2 separate regions of the Anas platyrhynchos genome follow, and region 2 is linked to region 1. The links are chromatin contacts, called in public Hi-C maps. All regions are on one chromosome and are shown on one strand. Each heading gives the region's core, a stretch centred on a gene start, on an enhancer-like site or on the middle of the called end of the contact. The rest is flanking DNA. Distances are from core to core; before and after follow the strand shown. Region 1 holds the start of PLXND1 (plexin D1). Region 2 overlaps PLXND1 (plexin D1).

Region 1 (5,146 bases), core at 996-3,495:
CAAACATTTTTCTATGCTCTTTGGCCTATATATTTTTTTTTTTATTTTTAACTGACTGTAATCTGGAACCTAATTTGATATGCCTTAAACGGCTGATTCCATATGGAAGATGCTCTACTATCAGGATAAGCAGCCATAAGAAATCCTAAAATAGGCAGATTAAGGGTTTGGGATCATGGGGGTTTATTTCCATGCAATTAAAGACACGATCACATTTAAATATTGCTATCTTGTAGTTTAAAAAAAGATCCAACAACTGGGAGTCCCACATTCAGAAACAGCTAATAACTCTACTAATTAAGGATATGATTACCAGAGACAATGAGTTAGATAGCATGAAAGCACAACATTTAATTCAGTGCACATTTTTGGTGGACATGGCGTGGCCAAAGCAGTTGCGTATTAATTAGTGCTCTGAAGAGAGCGAGGAGGACAGGAAGGGGGTGAGGAAAATTGGCAGGTGTAGAAATGAGATTAGACAACAACAGAGGATTTTCCTCTCCAGAACAGAAGTCGTGCAGAATTCTCATCAGCCTCGCTACCATGTTCTGTATAAATGAAAATAAGCACCACGAGAACGGGCAGGGTGGCAAGGCACAGCTTGGGGACAGGAGGGAATACAGCTTTCCAGGGCTCATCTGATTTGCTTTAAATACTGACAGCTATTCGTGGATGGTGAGGTGCTTCTGTACTCAACCCTGTGCAGGGGACACACTCCCCTGTTGCAAGGAGACTTGTGTCATTGTAATGATACACGGCTGTAGCTGCATGGTGAAAGCAAGGCTACAAGCTTCCCCTCTGCTTTCCTCCACACGTGGCTGCTCCGGCTGGGTCTCTGCTCATAGTGGAAACTCAGGATTGAGACGAGGACACTGAGGATAAAGCCACGTGCCTGGCTTTCAGCTCTGCCCTCGCTTTGGCTGCAAGCATCCCCAGGGTGCCAAGGGTCGGGGTACTGCAGCGCCCTGCAGCCCACCCGTGCCCCCTCGGCACCTGCCTGGGGTCTGGGCGGCTCTGCTGAGTGCTGCTCTGGGCAGCTGCTCGGGGCCGCTCCGCTCCCGCTGCGGGGCTGTGAGCCCTGAGCAAACACAGCAGCTGTTGCACAGAGTGCAGCCCGGGCAGGCTCCTGCCGCAGGATCGTTCGTGGCTTTCTCTGTGCTCTTACCTGGCCGCGCTCCTCGGTCCGAGAGCATCCCTCCCCACAACGGGGGGAGCACGCGTGCCCACGGACGTGGGAAGAGCTGCCGGGGATGTGAATTTACACTTTCACCCACCCAGGTAGAGCGTTCCCACGCCGATAAGGAAGGGCGGATCAGAGGCTGCGCTATCTCGGGGCCATCCCCCCCGCCCCGTGCATTTCAGTGGGTGGAATTTGGAAATATCAACACTTCTTTCTCTTATTTATTTATTTATTCATCCCCTTTCTACAGTTAAAGGAGAGCCCGATGGAGGGCAGAGGAGACGCGCGGTCCTGTTCCGAACTCTGCCTTTGGCTCCTCGTGCGGGCAAAGCTCCCTCCGGACGTGGGGCCCCGAGGAGCCGCACGCCGCTCCCCGCGCCGGGGGCCGGTTCCCGGGGGAGCTGCCCGCGGCCGGGGCCGGGGCCGGGGCCGGGAACCGACCCGAGGCCGCGGCCGTACCCGGCGGCCCCCCGGGGCCGCGCTGCCCCCGGCCCCCCGCTCCGTCCGGGCTCGCAGCCCGCAGCGGGCGCGGCCGCCCGGACGGGACGGGCCCTGCAGCCCCCGGCACATCTGCACGCTCCATCCCTGCCCGCTCCATCCCTGCCCGCCCCGGCCCTGCCCGCTCCGTCCCTGCCCGCCCCGGCCCCGCCGCCTCCTCCTCGCGCCCCTGCCCGGGGCCGGCCGGCGGGGGGCCCGTTTCCCCCCCCTTCCCCGGGCTGGCCGCGCCGCTCCGCCGCTGGGGAAGGCGCCGCGTCCTTCGGCCGCCCCCCCGCCGGTCCTGCGCGAAACCGGCTGCGGAGAAGCGGGGCGGCGGAGCAGAGCCGTGCCCGGGGCAGGGGGGCCGCGGCGCTCGTGCCCCCGCCCGGTGCGGGGCCGGCCCGCGGCGCGGGGAAAAATACCCGCGACTTAATCATCTTCACATGACAAACCCCGAATAAGAAAGAAGTGAGTAACGCCAAGAAGGGCGGGGGCGGGGGCGGGCGGAGGGAGGGAGGCGCGGCCGTGAGCGCGCCCCGCCGCCCCCCGCCGCCCCCCGCCGCGCAGCGCCGCGCACCCGCGCACCCGGCGCGGCCGCCACTTCCCGCGGGCGTCGCTCGGCGGCGGGCGCGCAGCCCCCGCAGGAAGCGGCCCCGCGGCCCGGCCCCTCCCGCCGCTCGCAGCGGGCTCATGCACTCGGCGGCTCCGCGGCGGCGCGGGCGGCGGGATGGCTCCGGCTCCGGCTCCGGCCCCGGCCCCGGCGGCGGGCGCTGAGCCGCGGTCCCCCGCGCTGCTGCCGCTGCTGCTGCCGCTGCTGCCGCTGCTGCTGCCCGGCCGCGCCGCCGGCCTGGAGGTGCAGCGCAAGTTCCTCTCGCCCACCCCCACCAACAACTTCGCGCTGGACGGCCCCGGCTCCCGCGTCTACCTGGCGGCCGTCAACCGCCTGTTCCAGCTGTCGGGGGGCGAGCTGGCGCTGCAGGCGGAGGCGGCGGTGGGGCCGGTGCTGGACAGCCCCCTGTGCCACGCGCCGCAGCTGCCGCAGGCCTCCTGCGAGCACCCCAAGGTGCTCACCAACAACTACAACAAGATCCTGCAGCCCGACCCCGAGCAGGGCGTCCTCGTCGTCTGCGGCTCCATCTACCAGGGCCTCTGCCAGCTCCGCAGCATGACCAACATCTCGGCCGTGGCCGTGCGCTTCCCGCCGGGCGGCAGCGACGCGGTCACCGTGTTCCCCAGCATGCTGAACGTGGCGGCCAACCACCCCAACGCCTCCACCGTGGGGCTGGTGCTGCGCCGCGGCGGCGGCGGCGGCGGCGGGGCGCGGCTGCTGGTGGCCGCCACCTACACGGGCTTCGGCAGCCCCTTCTTCCCCCGCAACCGCAGCCTGGAGGACCACCGCTTCGAGAACACGCCCGAGATCGCCATCCGCGCGCTCAACGCCCGCGGCGACCTGGCCAAGCTCTTCACCTTCGACATCAACCCGTCCGACGACAACATCTTCAAGATCAAGCAGGTCGCCAAGGCGCGCCACAAGCTCAGCTTCGTGCGCGCCTTCCTGCAGCGCGGCGCCGCGCCGCCCGCCCGCCGCCCCTACGCCTACCTGGCGCTCAACAGCGAGGCCAACGCGGGCGACAAGGAGAGCCCCTCGCACAGCCTGCTGGCCCGCATCTGCCTGGGCGACGCGGCCGAGGCCACGCTCAACGGCAGCGGCGAGACCAAGAAGCTGACCGAGTCCTACATCCAGCTGGGGCTGCGCTGCGGCGGCGCCGCCGACGCCTTCACCCGCCTCGTCTCCGTCTTCCCGGCGCGGGCGGCCTGGCGCAGCCCCTCGGGCCCGGCCGCGGCCCCTCCGCCCGAGGAGGAGCTGCTCTTCGGCGTCTTCGAGCGCGCCGGGCCGGGCGGCGGCGGCGGGCGGCCGCTCTCGGCGCTCTGCATCTTCCGCTTCGCCGAGATCGAGGAGACGATCCGGGCGGCGCGCAACTCCTGCTTCGTCAGCCCCGCCGCCGGCATGGTCACCGTGCTGGACAGCGTGGTGCAGGGCACCGGCCCCGCCTGCGAGAAGCGCAACATCCAGGTACGGCGGGCACCTGCCGGGCCGGGCGGCGCCCACGACGGGGCGCCCCGAGGCTGCGGCCGGCGGGGGGGTGACGGCCCCGGCCCGCCCCGTCCGCTGCCTCCCGAGCGGCCCCGCTCCGCTCCGCGCCCCGCTCCGCTCCGCTCCGCCGGCCGGTCCCGCTGCCTCCCCGGCGGGCGCGCACGGCGCTCGGCACGGGGGAGCGGAGGGAGCGCTGCTGAGTGCGGGCGCCGCGGGGCTCGGTGCCGGGGCAGCGATATTCCCACGTTCCGTGCCGCACGGACCCGGCGGTGACTCAGAGGCTCGGCGTCCGGCCGGGGTCCCTGCACGGCCGGGAGGGGGCTCGGGGGGGGGCACCGCCAGCCGCAGCTGCTCCCTTCCCACGTCCCGTCCCGCCGCGGCCGGGCAGCCCTGCGCGGGGAGGCGCGCACACAGGCGGCCTTGTGCCGTTGCGTTCGGGGGAAAAGTTTGCCGCTGTCACGATTTCTTACCGAGTGGACGTAAATGTTAACGGCGGATAAAGACGGCTGCTTTCCCTTTCACTAAAGACGTGCACTGTTTGGAGAGAAAGAAAGAGAGAGAAACAAAGAAAGAGAAAGCTGCTTTAACACTGCATTTTTCCCTTCCTCTGGGAAGGATGCATAACTCAGCTCCATCAAAGATCGTAAAAACATCTGTTGGATTTCAAAGGCAAGATAGAGCATTTGGGCTTGGGCTTCCCTGTGCAATGCCAGTGGCAAAGAGAGAAAGGTTTCCCATGGTAACCGAAGTGTTTAGTGTGGCATCTCCATGCTGCGTTAAAATATGTAGTCTTAATGCACTGGTTCGTAGACCTACTCTAGCAAAGTTGAATAGTTTTTCCCTGGTGGCAAGCTACAAGCTGCCTGACAGCCAGGCAATCTGGTAGTTGTCCTGGCTTTTGAGTTAATTCCACAAAGAGTCAGTGCATTAAACACTAGGAGCCCAGTCCTCAAGTTTTGGCATGGTCACGGCTCTCAGAGGAGGCACCGGGAGTCGGGAATCCTATTTACAGGGCAGGAAGGCACCCGCAGGTCTTGCTGGCTGGGGCTGATGCTCAGCATCCCTGCAAATCTGACACTCAGCACCTTGCAGGATTGTAGCATCTCTGTCACGCGGGCTGAGAGGAGGCACTGCAGCTAAGAAGTCTGGAGAGTGCTTAAGAGTTAGAAGCACAGTTTTAATTGAAAGTCAATGGCAGAGAGACACCCAGTTCCCTAGAGCTTCCTCAGCGCTTCTCGATGGTTGAGAAAACACTGCCTTTTCTAACTTTTGTTATTAAGGAAAATAATTACAAGTAACAGCAATGTAATAACATTCGAAGTATCAAGTGCCATATCCAATAAGCTATGCAGACAGTTAATTCCACAGTGACTCCAGAGAGACCCTGAGTTCAC
Region 2 (4,843 bases), core at 2,303-4,802, 52 kb after region 1:
TACAGAAAGAAAAGCAGGAAAACCCCCTACAATTCCAACTGCTACTCTGGAGATTGTCATCCTGATTTTATTTTTGTCTTTAGAAAGAGCCTGACAACCTGGGCCTGGAAAGCAATGAGTACCAAGTGAAAATTGGTCTAATCTCATGCGAGATCCAGATTGTTTCAGACAAAGTCATTCACTGCTCTGTAAATGAGTCCCTGAGCACCTCGGAAAGACAGCTACCAGTGACGGTAAGTGCCAGAAGCCTGCAGGCTGCGCTTTTCCAGGCAGAAGGGGTTGGTGCTGCGTGCCCTGCATGCCAGGGAGTCGGTCGTGAAGTCACAGCTGGACACAGCCGCTCACAGGCAGCCTGGCAGAAAGCTGCACAGACAGAAGGACGGACAAAACACCCTGTGCTTGCAGGTGTCTCAAGGCTTCCTTCTGTGGTGGGGTGTAAGGCATGCTGCAGCTGCCCCAAGTTGTGGAGGAGGGCTGCCATGCTCCCAGCCATTCATCACGGCCAGTTAAATGTTGAATTAATTTTTCTGTAATCTTTGAGCAGGAGATCTTCTCAGTTCTTGTAAGGCACTGTAAAGTCCCAGGCATGTGATTTTTTGTCACTTGCAGTAATTTTCTTTCTGGCCCTTGTGAGATGAGTTTGGGGTTTTCCACACAGTTTTCAGTCATCAGACTCCTATTGCCAGCAGAAGAGCTACAAGTGGAGAGGAAGACCTGAACCTTACTGCTCTGCAGCAAACCACTGGAGATGGGTGCCTGTGGTGAGCACAGGAGGAGTACCCAGGCCTGGGAAGTTTCAGGTTTCTTCCCAGGGTCACTGTTACGTCACTGCAGAGAGCTTGGTATTCAGGGCTGTCATTTGTCTTTAAGTGTCTGCAAAACTCCCTATACCTTGTTACGGTCTTTTTTTCGTAGAGAACTTGACTTCCTGCTTTTCTTTCCCTCAGTTTCTCTCATTTCGTATGTAGCCCACTGCCATACAGGGATGTGGTTACAGCTCTTCATACTTGGAGAGAAAATGCCTCCATCTCCATGGTCTGGGAACCTGCATCCTCTCTCTCAGCTGAGTTTGTCCCTTTGATGGGTTAATATCAAGTGAGCAGAAGCTCATGGTGTGGGCAGGGGGAGGACCAGTGCAGAGGGATTTGGGGCATCTGTGGTCTTGCACTGCCCAGAAGGTGAGCACATTGATGTAGCACCAGCTCACTGGCGGGGTTATCCAGCGTGCTGGTTGTGGTCTGTTGTATGTGAAATTCTCTTGCAAACTGGAAACATGGAAATGCAGAAGTAGCAGGATTTCTTAAGACATTTGAATGGAAATTTTATATAGGGTAATTTTGGCTTTTAGTGAGAACTGAGAAACAGAGAAATCCCCTTGGGGAACAAAGGGAATTTATGAGTTTGCTAGTTTGGGGTTTGACGTAAATCATTCAGGGTAATGCCCCAGTAGATCCTTAGGAAGCAGGAGAATGATAACCAGCACCAAAGTATTGCATAGCTATTAACAGTGTACCAACAGTGAGAGTGCAGCTAAATAATCAGCTTGCGTTCATCTCTGTGTGCACTTACTAAACCTTCATATGTGGTTTGAGTTATTGCCTGCTGGCCGTTTCATAGGCAACAGCTGCCTTTATAACATACTTTTAATAGCTTTGGTAGCACGGGGCCAGATTTGCTCAATGGTCCCTACCTGATCTGCATCGCTGACAGTTATCGGAGCCTGCAGAACTCCCACCGGCTCACTGGCTGATGCAAATTCTTCTGGTGAGCTGAAATGCCTGCTGTGACTGCCCAGACTTTGTTGTAGAGCTCACATCTGCAGTGAGGGAAAACAGCCCTTCAGAGCATGTCCCGCTGTTGATCCCTACTCCAGACACGGTCCTGAGGGCTCCCGCTCCATGGCTGTGCTCTTGGGCCATGACAGCGCTCACAGGTCGCACAGGCAGCAGGGCTGTATGGGGTGAAGCAGTGTTGCTGAGGAAGGGGCTTGTGCTTCAGGGGCTGCTGGGCAGCTCTCCTGGAGGGTGCTGGCAGGATGGGGCTCAGTTCCGGGCTGGCTTAGTGCTGGTGCTGCCCGTGTCTGTCCTGCCCGGCGCTGGCTGCCCCCACTGCGGCCTGGCCGATCTCTGCACCCACCCTGTGGTGGCCACAGGAAGTGTTGCCATTTAACCTTCAGCCTAATTAATTCCACTTACAAAAATTGTATTGAATAGACTGTCCAAACAAACAAGAGAAGGTTGCTGAGGCCCTCAACCCCTTTTTTTGTTCATGACCAAACCACTTAGACACAAACAGCAAGCATGGGATTTCTCCTCTGGCAAACATGAGAGGTTAAGTTATTGGAAATAAATGGCTCTAAAGGTAAGCAGGACTTGCCATGCTGCAGCATTTCAGATGAAACAAGTGAAGCCCTCGAGGCTGGGGTGCACAGAACCTGCAGGCACTCGTGGCTCCATCTCACGTTTCCCTGGGCATTGAGCGCAGCGCAGCAGCAGCACCCTCGCCAGGGCCGTCCTTCCTCCGCCGCCTGCGCAGGGACCAGCAGCGTGTCTCATGCCATGGATGTGGTGGGATGCCCTGCCTGTGGCACTGCATGGGCCGGGGTGCTGAGAGCTGTCTGCAGGGTAACCACGATGTACACCTTTCCTGGAGACGCTCCGTGACACAGATGTAGCTGTAAGATCATTCCATCTCTTCCCTACTTTCTCCTCCCTTCTTTCAATATTTCGTTCAAGTTTCTCTCACTTCCCATTTCTTTAGGGAAGTGAAACACATTTCCAGAAGCGAAAGATATGTTGTATCATGAGTTTTCCTTATCAGATGATGCTGTTGAACCCTTTCATCCCAGAAGTGTAGGGAACCTTTTATAAACAGCGCTGAGAAAACTCACCAACCTGCCTGTGATGTGTGCTGGCCTCTTCCTTTATGGTGGTCAGGAGACCAAAGCCCTGAGCCTGAGTGGTTTGTGCTTGGTGCCACAAGCAGTGTGGACTGGGAGCAGAGCCAGCTCCTCCTGACATTCAGTCCACTGCTTTAACCACAAGATCATTATTTGTCTCGAGTCGCATTATTATTTATTTTTGTTTCCTTACTTTATTTGTATTTCAAAAACTTTCAAGTTTCTTTACTCTCCTTTTCCTGAGCAGCAGCCATTCTGCTTTTGGAGAAGAAAGGAGAATGCAGCTGGGACTAAAAGGCCATTCTGGGGCATAACAAAGTTGGATGATTAGTGAAAGTGGTTTTCTAGTAACAGTATTACAGCAAGTACTGTATGCTACCGTCAGTTCTCTAGGACAGGGCTGCCTTGTGCTCTGGGCTGGGTGTGGTGGGGCCGTGATGTGAGATGGAGCCTGCAGCTGTGCCCTCAAAGCCCTGCAGTGGCACTGTGAGGGGCACGGTGCCACAGCTTGCTGTGGGCCAGCCTTGGCTTTCCACCAGGACATGCAGGAAGAGACTTGGGCTGCTTTGACACACACAAAGTCCCCATGGGCTGGCAGTGAAAGGCACAGCCTGGCCTCCCTGAGAAGCCCGGTGGGCTGAGCCAGCAGGGCCAGCGTGTCCTTGGGTGAAGGTCTGCTGAGCGCTGCGCTGGGCCCCTCGTTGCCTGACCTCTGAGCCCTTTGGTAACGTGCTGCTCAGCTCTTGCTTCTCCTCCCTCCTTTTCCCTCTCCAGATCCAAGTTGGAAAGTTCAACTACACAATTGCAATGCTGCACCTCGGGGGAGGAGAGACTGCAATCATCGTCTCCATTGTCATCTGCAGCATCTTGCTGGTTCTCTCGGTCGTAGGTAAGGGAACAGGATGATACGTTCCCAGGCTATGTTGAGATTTTTTCTTTGTGCACGTGGAGAGGTGGAGATTGCCTGCTCATATGTTAGGAAACCTCTAAGTGCTGCAAATAAGCAGCATCTGAAACTGGTCTGGATGCAGCCAGTAGCCATTCTTCTTTGTGTGGGACCAAGCCAGCACCCAGGATCAAAGCTTCCTGCAGTGTGGAGCTTTTGCTGGGTGAATCCTTAGTTTAACACTTTTACTTGAGGCTGTGGTGTTTATAAATAACTATCCTCTTTTTCCCCAAACACTTCTTAATAGTATTGAGTAGCTACTATAACACAAAATAAAGAAGGGTGTGAGAAACTGATCTTGGACTCTTACCAGCATGAATAGGACTCACTCACAGGCGTGGCTGTCATAGAGCAGAGCTCCATCTGACCCATCAGTAACAGACAGTGGCAGATGCCTGACAAAGAGTATAAAAACCAGAACAAGCAGCCTTAGCTGCAGATCTGGAGCGGACATAACAGTCTGCTAACCTCACTGGAAGCTGCACAGTGCACCTGTGTCCTTTGGCTAGGGTATTTTTTCATCATGTGCCCAGAGTAACTGTGCAGCTGGAAACCCATCATTTCACAGCAAATGAGGTGTTTCTAATAGGGATTTGATTTATTTTTAATAAAAGTTATAATGCACACTACTTATTAAATGCACTACTAGTCATTACAAACATATTTCTAAAGGTACGGGAGTAATGTCAGACATAAATGCTGTAGTACAGGTGATAAACCTCCTAAAATCAGAATTCATTAATGAGCTGGACTACATTAATACGCAATTGATCTCAATATAGACTGCCCAGAAATGAATTGAAGATGTCCGTGACAGCATGATGATTAAAGTCCAGCTGGTTTTACTTATTTACAGATAATCAACAGCTGCCTAATCAGTACCAGTTTTGTTGCGTGTGTTAAACCAACACTGAGTTCAGCTTTCTGCACCCATGTTAACAGAGGACCACTCTGGTCCAGCTTCAGCTGCTCTTAGCATCCTAGTCCAAGAGGCTTGT

Evidence for each region. Hi-C and Micro-C count contacts between places; a contact is called where the count stands out from the background.
Region 2: a Hi-C map of liver shows a contact between it and region 1, with 3 times the contacts expected there. The contact joins the enhancer-like site here to the promoter of PLXND1 in region 1. A contact is called at or near these places in 3 of 8 Hi-C or Micro-C datasets (liver, skeletal muscle and subcutaneous adipose tissue).

Annotation. Positions count from the first base shown.
Region 1 is chr13:528,254-533,399 of IASCAAS_PekinDuck_T2T, forward strand. It overlaps PLXND1 (plexin D1), which reads left to right and starts at 2,246. Exons shown (of 36, transcript XM_027467956.3): 1 at 2,246-3,731. The coding sequence starts at 2,385. It overlaps LOC119718269 (a long non-coding RNA gene), which reads left to right. Exons shown (of 4, transcript XR_011812613.1): 4 at 1-509.
Region 2 is chr13:579,004-583,846 of IASCAAS_PekinDuck_T2T, forward strand. PLXND1 (plexin D1) reads left to right here. Exons shown (of 36, transcript XM_027467956.3): 19 at 84-233; 20 at 3,674-3,788. Among named protein-coding and RNA genes, the nearest start is that of H1-8, 33 kb to the right of the region's middle. Within about 2 kb of position 3,553, at least 2 of the 8 cell types and tissues checked have an H3K27ac peak or open chromatin away from gene starts, as enhancers often do.